2 separate regions of the Gadus morhua genome follow, and region 1 is linked to region 2. Evidence: chromatin contacts called from public Hi-C data. All regions are on one chromosome and are shown on one strand. The core of a region is the stretch at or near the end of the contact, and the rest is flanking DNA. Distances in the headings are between cores, read along the strand shown.

Region 1 (5,338 bases), core at 1,336-3,835, 130 kb before region 2:
GAGGGAGGGGATGGAGGGGGAGGAGGGGGAGGTGGAGGGAGGGGATGGAGGTGGAGGGGGAGGAGGAGGGGGAGGTGGAGGGAGGGGATGGAGGGGGAGAGGGGAGATGGGGAGGAGGAGGTGGAGGGGTAGAGGGAGGCCCTCTCTTGGTGGTCTCCAAGGACCTCAGGAAGTGACCCCATAGGTCAGTAGAACTGAACCCCGAGGGCCAGAGAGCTGCCCCTGGTCCAATAACCCGTGTGTGATTGTGTGTGTGTGTGTTTGTGTGTGTCTGTGCGTGTGTTTGTTCAGAGACACCGTTCTCGGCCAATCAGAGGCCCCCGATCCAACATGTACGGTTGTAATGGACCAATGAGACGTTCTCCCCCCATGCCAACTCATTAGTGGCCGGTGGATTGTTAGCGGCTGTTGTTTTCCTTTATGTCATATTCCCATTTCCTTTATTGATGAGTTTGTTCCAGCGAGTGGCTTTGAATGGGCTGTGAATTCAGTGACCATATGCCATCGCTCTGATGCTACGAGTGGTTGTAAAGAAGGAACATCATTCGTCTTCCTTAGCTTAACGCGCTTAACAATCACAGAGTGTTAGGGAACAGAGTCTGGTCGGCCAATAAGATAAACAGAAATAACTCTACAAAGTGGAGGTTGATTGGAAAACCAATTTTCATCTGCAAAGGATGCAGTCTGTCCACAAAGGAATACTGTTATAGCTTCTTGCAATGCACCTTTAACCAAAAGGTTCTTAGTCATTTTCTTTGCGTATAACATGAGCTATTATCTTTTAATCTTTAGAAAGATATTTACGCCGTTTATTTCCTCTTCAGCTAGTTATTTTATGATACGTATATTATAAGGATTACTTCACTTATTCGCTTCCATGGGAGAATAAAGAAATCATGCGGCCATTTCTCTCTCATTTCATACGTGAGAATCCAAAGGGTTGACCGTGTGGCAGGGGGCTACACAATGGCTCCATCTTGTCATGCAGCCTCATACCTCTTCCTCGGTGCCTCATGAAGCCTGCAATCCTGTTTGTTGAGCTCAGCAAAAACTCTCCATAGACGTGATTGGAATGAGAGAAGATATAAAGTAGATAACTTATGTGCGCTGAGCCAGGCCCGTCTCCAACACCTGACCCTCTCTCTCCATCACCGTTTTTTGGGACCGGAATGACTAACAGCTTCCTGATAAATGCTCAGGCGTTAAAACACGGCGCTGTAATAGAGTGGTGGGATCCTCCGCGATGGGATTAGGCTTCGGCTCGATTGCCTATTATGCTTTTTTTTACTATGACTCACTCTGAGCTTTTGGCTGACGATACACTTTGAGGCAACGGTGTGAAATCTATCAGGGGAAGGGGGGGGTGAGAGAGAGAGAGAGAGAGAGAGAGAGAGAGAGAGAGAGAGAGAGAGAGAGAGAGAGAGAGAGAGAGAGAGAGAGAGAGAGAGAGAGAGAGAGAGAGAGAGAGAGAGAGAGAGAGAGAGAGAGAGAGAGAGAGAGAGAGAGAGAGAGAGAGAGAGAGAGAGAGAGAGAGAGAGAGAGAGCGAGCTGATTGTACACTGTAACCTAGGGTAATTAGTCACATGAGAAAGACTTTCAAACACAACAATGTCATCCAATGATGCCAAATCATTTCACGGTTCATTTACAAGATGTACATGCCCTATGTTCGATTGGTGTCGCATGATTTCTTTCAGGGTTTTCGGATTAAGGCCTTTAGGGTTGCGTTGTGCTTTTAGGTTTTGCTATCTGTGATGTATATTCTGATAGACTATAGCCTGTATCTATAGTAGCCGATTCATTCTATCTTTGATGCACAGTGTAGAGCTAAGCTGTAGTAGGTTCAAGATCCTGTTAACTGTGATGTAGACAACTACATTTTGGCATTAGGTGCAGTACACATGCTATCTGTAATATACAGCATTGATATCATGTAGCTAATGTACATGCTATCTGGAATGTATAGGAGTATATTTGAACCGTCAAAGACAAAACAAATACATAAAGATAAATCGTATATTTCCCTGGGAGTCAGGTGTTCAGCATTTACCTTGATAAGGCTTCTTTTTGGAAACTTTGAATGACTTATGTTACAAGTAAAGTGATTACAGCTATAATTGTGTTAATTTATTTATTTTACAGTTTATTAATGGGAGCATTCGGACTATTAGGACTGTGTGATTGTGTACGCCTTGGTGCAGGCCTGTGTGTGTGTGTGTGTGTGTGTGTGTGTTTGTGTGTTGTGGTCCATTTGGCAACTGTCTGAGGAAGTCAGCAGAAGGCTTTGCTTCTTGCCCAGAGATGACGGCCAGCATCCAACACACACACACACACACACACACACACACACACACGAATGCACATGCTGAGATGCACGCACGCGCACACACACCCTTGCCCCTTGCTTTGATGCACGTACACACGATGATACACACACACATGCGCCCGGATACAAAAACACACACACACACACACACACACACACACACACACACACACACACACACACACACACACACACACACACACACACACACACACACACACACGTCACCCACACCCACTGAGGGCAGCCCTGCCACCATATAGAGCTGGGTGATTGACCGTCTCCCACTTGCCTCTGGGTATGAGCAGTAATCAAATCCGACAACAGGTCGAAACTTTATTATCAGTCGGTCAATAGCAGGAACGGCCAGGGGGCACGCACAGAGGAAGTCCGAGAGCCGGCGGAGAGGGGAAAGTGAAATGTGAAAGGCAGGGGAAAAAAAACCACACTGAGGACCGAGAGCGCTGAGACTGAGCGTATAGGGCAGAGCTGCTGGAAGCGTTTCACAGGCGGCGCTCAATCTGGATTTACTGCTCGCCCCGACGTGTTTACGGACGTTTTTCGGAAGTCGAGCGTAAACGGAACCACGAGGAGGTGATGCCGCTGAGCTGAGCAGGTCCTTGGAGCGGTTCTCAGGTGGGTGTCGCTGTCCTCCTATTGGCTAGAACTCAAACTATGTATTTGTGCTGAAGGCCAATCTATGCTCCACAAAATGTTTATTAATAAAATATGTTTAGATGCAAGGGGTTTATTGTGGACGGAGGGAACATAGTGAAAGAAATCAAATTCCTTTTTATTCCAGGACTTTTTTCAAGAGTTGGTGGATACATTCAGTACAGTGTGGTGCATTCAGCAATATGTGAGGAATGTGTATTTTTGTGCATTACCTCTTAAATAAAAGAGGATGATGCACTATGATGAACCAATTTAGTTACATTTTCCTTTTATTTTGGTGTATGGCCTGCAGTGGTCTCTACAGGAGTGTTTTCTAAAAAGTTCAATCAATAGTGCTTTAATTATTACTAACTTGACCGTCAACTGAAAAATGAATAAACAACTATATTCTCTGAATTGAGCCCTTTGGACGCAATGGCACAATAGCTATTGCATTATGTATATCCGTCCTCTTCAGAAAAAAATATTTAAATGAAAGCTTCAAAGGGCTAGTGAAAGTATTGATTCATTTTTAATTGGATATATAGAAAGGGGGAATTTCAAAACATCGCTCCCATAAAGTATTTATGTTACTATTTTGGAAACAGTAACAAAAATGGAAACATGATTTACACAGAATTTGCTCAGGAGCAACTTACTTGAATTTAGTATATGAGAACCAGTGTTATATTTTAAACCAGTCTCAAATTAGAGTCTTCTGAACAAGTCTTATGAATAAGATTTGATTAGGATGCAATCATAGACCATCTACTAAACGGAAACATCGATCATTATCCAGATGCTCTCTCTGGCTCAGCATTGTGGTAGATCGTAGCCCTATCTTAGATCAGTACACCACGTGTGTCAGTCCAGGGGTCTCATTTATAACCGTTGCGTACGCACAAAACGGGGCTGAAAGTTGCGTACGTGACTTTTCACGCCAAGGTTGTGATCTATAAAAATCCAACTTGACGGGAAAATGTGCGCAGCCCTAAGCAAACTCTGACCCATGCGTACGCATGGTTTGGAGGAAAAGGAGAATTGGCGACACAGACGGTGTGGTGGTGAACTGAAGTCAGACCGAAGAATTGCAGAGTGAGAAGAACGATTATGTTTTATCATCGCCCTTCATCAATTTAATTTCAACCCGTATCATGCGTTAAATCCTAATCAGAATAATTTAAGTCCACTGCGTTATTTCTCAGTTATAACTCCAGAAATATCTCCTTAGAATAGAAATAAAAATAAATTCTCTATATTTAATCCCGTCACTCCATACTGTCCACTGACGGCGCGACTGCATGGAATAAAGCATCGGTCCAACATGTGTCAATAACATAATATTTTTATGTGACACTGTAAACACATGATCAAATGTCAATTAAATCCCAAGTGTGAAAAACCAATCCACACTCATCACAATCGTTGTCCGTTACTCTTGATGCTTTTCATGACAAATCAGGCATTAAAAAGGGGTTATGTTCAAGAACATTTTACGTGGGTAATTACAAACTGATTATCCAAGGCGTTCTCGTCAGTCTTATTACCGTAACCCTATAAATACAGAGGTGAGCGCCGTGGTAATGCTGCACCATATGGCACTTCTGGCGGACCATGCAGGATTCGGAGGGAGAGGGTATTTAGGGACCATAACGACTTATTGGTAGGCTACATAAAAATATGTAACTCTATGTCAGACCACTTCTTTTTTAATTCTGGGACTGTGCGCTCCGTGCTACTGACAGAGTTCACTGCTACAGCAACATGTTGCCCCTCACTCTGCTTTTTGTTGTTGGCGATTCCAATCCCATGACCGCCGAACAAAACTACCTTTCGGGCCTCCATCTCACCCACAAGTGTCTCCACTTCAACCTCCGTGAAATTTCGCTTTTTTGATTTTCTCAGTACTTCTGCCATTATTTCCAACAAGACATAATACCGGCATCTGAGTCTGTTTTATATGCAGATCGCATTCATGAGGTCATTTGCATTGACCATTTATGGTTAAAAAGGGGCGTGTAGAGGGCGGAACGTGAAGCTGATTCAGCTGCGCACAATTATAGTCAGTATGTGATTTATAAAGCAAAGATTGCGTACAGGTGTGCGTACGCAGTGTTTTATAAATCCGAATATTTTTTGGCGCACGCAAAACTTGGCTTCTGGGCGTACGCACATTTTTAGTAACGATCCCACGCACAGTTTTATAAATGAGACCCCAGGTGGGGACTTAAAGTTACCTTGAATATACTGGACCCTTCTCTCACAGTACCACATATACAAATGTGTTAATAGCAGTGAACTGGTCCTTCTCTGTAACCTGTCCTCACCTTAGACCTGAAGCATCTTAGGAGAGGGAGA
Region 2 (5,222 bases), core at 1,046-3,545:
GAAAGCCTCGTTAAGTCCAACTAATCATGGGACTAATGCAGCAGAGCTCTGGGGGAAAGAATCTGCACATCTTTGAAAAGCACTTGAGGGACTTTGAACAGACAGGAGACGAATGCAGTGAATTCAGAAACGATGCGGTGCTAATGAATAGAGAGAGGAGACGTCACTTACTTTGAGGGAGAGCTTGCGAGACGCTGAGATCTTCGACTTGGGCTGGAGACCAAGAAAACATCGATCAATGAATCACTGCAGTTTTTTAGTTTGCTAGAGTTAACTGTACGCATATGTTGGTCAACTCAAATAATAGAAACACATGTTTTTTACTTTTTTCTATTGTACATATACGTAAAGGCGCAATATACTGCTGTATTCAGGGTGCGTAAATTCATTATAATTATTGTTGTATGCATCATTTCTAACACGTTACACATCACTTACATTTATGATTGCTCTGAGACCTCTAAGAGCACCTGTGAAGGTTGTTCATGAATACATTCATATTTTTAGGTTAAAGTTCATGACCACTTGCTATAACCGGGTGGCATATTAATAATGATAAGATAGGACTTTATTAATAGCATTGCGTCAAGTGGAAAGCAGGCTGCCATGTCAGGGCCTGGCTGATAACAACCCATTACTCTGAGTGCCAGGCCCCTCACTCTCTCTGTCTCTCCCTCCCTGTCTCCCTGGATGTCTCTCTCTCACTCTGTCTCTCTCTCTGACAGATAGAGTGCCAGGCCCCTCACTCTCTCTGTCTCTCCCTCCCTGTCTCCCTGGATGTCTCTCTCTCACTCTGTCTCTCTCTCTGACAGATAGAGTGCCAGGCCCCTCACTCTCTCTGTCTCTCCCTCCCTGTCTCCCTGGATTTCTCTCTCTCACTCTGTCTCTCTCTCTGACAGATAGAGTGCCAGGCCTCACTCTCTCTCACTCTCTGTATCTAGCCCTCTCTCCCTCTGTCCCTCTGCCAAGCAACGATGGCAGGCCACACTGCCACTCTGTCTTTGTCTCTATCTGACCCTGTCTCTCTCGCCATCTATTTCTCTGTATATGTCTCTGTCTGTCTGTCTGTCTGTCTGTCTGTCTGTCTGTCTCTCTCCCCCTCACTCTCTCTCCTCTCCCCCCCCCCCCCCCTCTCTCTCTCTCTCTCTCTCTCTCTCTCTCTCTCTCTCTCTCTCTCTCTCTCTCTCTCTCTCTCTCTCTCTCTCTCTCTCTCTCTCTCTCTCTGTCTCTCTGCCATGTCCCCGTCCTGGTTTCCATTCTGATGAGCCATGCAGGGACCGGCTGTGCTGGTCTTAATGTGGGTTGGATTAGCATGGGGCCGACCGTTGGCCGCTCACCTTAACCACCAGCTTTGGATTCATTGTTCCGGTTGGCGGGGTGTCACTCTACGCCACATGGAGACACACACACACACACACACACACACAGACACACCTTCACCAAATGGCAGGTCTATTCTGTGCTTCAGTTGGATTACGAGGCAGCGATCACGTGGGATCAATACATTCAATAAATAACATCACAGATGAACTACGATAACTTCACACGACCTCAACCTCACAATGTCTTTCGAATCGAATCGATTAGCATCACTGCAGTTCTAGGACTACTAACTATTACTACTATTAACTTATTCCAACAAACATCATGAATACAAACACATGATGTGGGCCACACACACTCACTCCTCTCTTACCTCACTGTAAGTCCAGCGTTCAGGCCAAAGACGCATGAGGGGAGAAGGGAAACATTAGTGCATTAGAGCCTTTTGGAATGAGCAATATTTTTCCATCCCATAATTGTGCATCAATGTAACATGATCAAGTGGTGTAGCCTCGGACATCGTTTAACAGAGGGCTGGAACGTGTACGTAGGACTCGCTTCCCCTTTATAGAGGCCACTCTCAGCAGAAACAGTCGGTTAAACACTCTCAGATAGAAGAACCTAACAAGAGACCGAAATATCTTCCTAAACCTGCAATGTCATCGAGTCCCATGGAGCAGAACGCATTAACAGCATCCTGCGTCCACCAGCGTCGTCCTCAACGTCCTCAACATTAACCAGATAACAAATCCTCGAAACGAATAAACGTTTGAAACTGGAAACACGAAAAGGCCAACTTCTTTCGATTGTTAAACACATAGTCAGTCAAATATTAAAAGTCTATCGAAAACCAAATCCACTATGAACATTTTCTATTGCTCATTTCGATGGTATACATTTAACACTCAGTTACCTGTATTGGTCGGGTGTGAGCTGTCTAGTGAGTAGCCAAACAAAGGAGCAGACAGACAATGAGGGGTCTTATAGGGGGAGCCTGCGGGGGCTAGGGGGGGGGTGGGGGTGGTGGGTGGTGGGTGAGTGAGTGTGTGTGGAGGGGGGCAGTGTTGCATATATAGAGCCGGCAGGAGGAATGTGGTGGCAGGAAGCCCAGCTGGAAAGAGCATGTTCCCAGACACTGCTGGGACAACAGTCAGACACATTGTAATGGGGTAATAATAAATCGGTGGGGGCATTACTTAAATGGTATTGCCCCGTGTATCAGCTTCTGTTGCCATAGATAATCATACTGTCTTTGCCCCCCCCCCCCCCCCCCCCCCCTCTCCCAATTCTCTCTCTCCCTCTCATCACCTCTCCTCTCTCTGCCTCTCCTCTTCCTCTCCCCCCCTCTCATCTCCTCTCTCTCTGGCCCTCCATCAACCCCTCTCTCTCCCCTTTATCTGTCAACCCCCCCCCCCCCCCAGACCACAGCCCCTGGTGTCTGCGAGGATTATGAGAGACATTAGGATGTGTTCAGTGTGTCTTGATAACTCAACTTTTTAAGGATTTCTTGAGGCTCAGCCACCTATCCACAAACGCAGCCCGTTTCAATCTATGGTATTGATAGAGATATATATATATATATATATATATACAGCGCCACACTGGCTCTGTGAAATAGGGACAGTAGTAAAGTGATCCAAATGGCCCTGGAGATCTTCCTTTCCCAACGCATGTAGAGAAGCACAGAGGGCCCCGACACCGGGCACCGCGCCCCGACACCGGGCACTGCGCCCCGACACCGGGCACCGCGCAAATAAATAATTGTAACTCGAATCTTTGAATGCACAGGTGTTTTGGGTGCATCTTATAGCCTACTAAACATCCAACACATTTGTGACACAGGTAGTTTTCAATCCAAAGGGTTGGAAAGACGAATTCTTACATTCTTTCATAAATGTATTAATAAGATAGCCATATTCAATACACATTATTTAGTGTCACAAGCTCTATCTGTTGACACTGAGTCGCCATCATGCGGTTACTTTGCGTCCTTCATCAGTGTCCGCCAAACTCGATTGACGGCAAACTAATATCAGCGCTTAACATCCGTTTCCTTGACCCTAGAACACGTTTAAACGTAATCAAAAAAATATTTGAAAATGTGTCGCAATCACCGTTACCATCAGCAACCACAACAACGACGAACGCATCAGCATCGCGGTCCACCCGGTCAGAAGATCCGTTGAATTCAATTCAAATCCAAACGGCCAGATAGGGGCAGCATTGCACCGCATTTGCGGCGGATCTCGGCGGGAATCGAGCTGCAGGCTGCAGGCTTTCAGGAGCACAAAAGAAGCACTTTGTCTGTGAGAGGGAGGGTTTAGTCGGGGGAGGGGGTGTTGGGGAGCAGGCGGAGGAGGAGGAGGAGGAGGAGGAGAGAGTCCTAATATATTATGCCCAATGTACTTTCACGGCCCCCCAACATCCAGGAGCACAAATAAAGTGGAGTGGCGAGGAGTGATTGGTGGACTGGGTGAGCGGTGTGTTTCCGACGGCCGCGAAGAAAGCCATCCCTTTCGTATCCGGATTTGCATCGGGATGCTTAAACAGGGGCTGGGCGGTGTGCAATAGGTGCAGACCGATTTGTAACATTACAGTACCGGTGGTAGTGGTGGTGGTGGTGGTGGCGAGGTGTTGGAACAGGCAGAAATTGGGGGTGCACACCCAAATAGGAGAAGCGGTAACACGAGCAGCAGCCATCTCACCCAAGGTGGGGGAGCGGGACCCGTAATCATTCAAAAGGACGGACGAGAGCTACCGAGGATAAGCAGGACAGGGCCAGGGTATCCTATGTTTTTGGCGATCGCGGCTTGCGGGAACATACCATTCATAGCGCTCTCCTTTCTCCGTGATGATAATGGATGCCGTATACATTCCTTAACTATCAGCAGCACCGGTGCATCCCAGGAGAGAAAAATACAGCCTTGGAATTCAATTTAGCAATATCCCCGGTTATTTTGACACTTGATGGTGACTTTAATCCCTGCCTGTTTGACGTGGGGGAGGAGGCAGACGCACGCCATGTCAGTACGATGCTACCGGAGCAAACTCTCGGTGTGGGCCGCCCTGTGCGTGCTGGTGCTGTGCTGGTTCTACGTGTTCCCGGTATACCGACTGCCAAGCTACGAGGAGATCGTGGACGAGGTGTCGAGAAAGGGTCACGTCTGGCAGAAGAATGACACGGGGATCCACGTTTACAGGTAGGGCACGAAGAGGACTCGTCGCAGTGTTACGCACTGGTTCATTGGGCTACGCGCACTCCTAGTGGTACTCTGGAGGCAAGATGTATCGGGGATACGGGCGGGGGGTCCTGGTTGTTGTTGTCATATTGGTTATGGACAATTATAGCAAAGATAGTTACATTTGTATTAGCCTTAGGCCCACATCTTTTTTCGCTTATGATTTGCATTTAGAAGCCAACTCGTGTGTGCAATATGTTATCCCCTGAGCATGTTGACATGCTAACGCATGCCAGGCTGACGTTGAAGCAAGCCAATGTTCAGCCGACTTGTGGTTGATCGAATAATGGGGGGCTGATCGTTGGGTTTGATCGCGAGTTATAGCGCCCCCTATCGCCAAAGATCTGTTTTACTTTTTGGAGACCTGCTCAAGGGCGGTTTCTATGCGTGTACAAACTTCGACCACACACACACACACACACACACACACACACACACACACACACACACACACACACACACACACACACACACACACACACACACACACACACACACACACACACACACACACACACACACACACTCTCTCTCTTTCGGTAACCCTCCCATCCTCTCTGTATTTCTCCCTTGAAGGAAGCTGCTGAAGGAATGCTGCGACCCGTTGAGGATGTTCGCGGTGACCAAGGAGAACTCGCCCATGGGGAAGGTGCTGTGGTA

What was found. Hi-C and Micro-C count contacts between places; a contact is called where the count stands out from the background.
Region 1: a Hi-C map of heart shows a contact between it and region 2, with 6 times the contacts expected there. The contact joins the promoter of slc6a1l here to the promoter of tnni1d in region 2. A contact is called at or near these places in 3 of 6 Hi-C or Micro-C datasets (gill, gonad and heart).

What each region holds. Positions count from the first base shown.
Region 1 is chr19:16,976,503-16,981,840 of gadMor3.0, reverse strand. slc6a1l (solute carrier family 6 member 1, like) reads left to right here and starts at 2,585. Exons shown (of 15, transcript XM_030342393.1): 1 at 2,585-2,962.
Region 2 is chr19:16,842,493-16,847,714 of gadMor3.0, reverse strand. It overlaps tnni1d (troponin I, skeletal, slow d), which reads right to left and starts at 2,295. Exons shown (of 8, transcript XM_030341835.1): 1 at 2,237-2,295; 2 at 1,697-1,700; 3 at 1,338-1,385; 4 at 172-213. The coding sequence starts at 1,361. It overlaps st8sia1 (ST8 alpha-N-acetyl-neuraminide alpha-2,8-sialyltransferase 1), which reads left to right and starts at 3,655. Exons shown (of 5, transcript XM_030341834.1): 1 at 3,655-4,523; 2 at 5,139-5,222. The coding sequence starts at 4,291.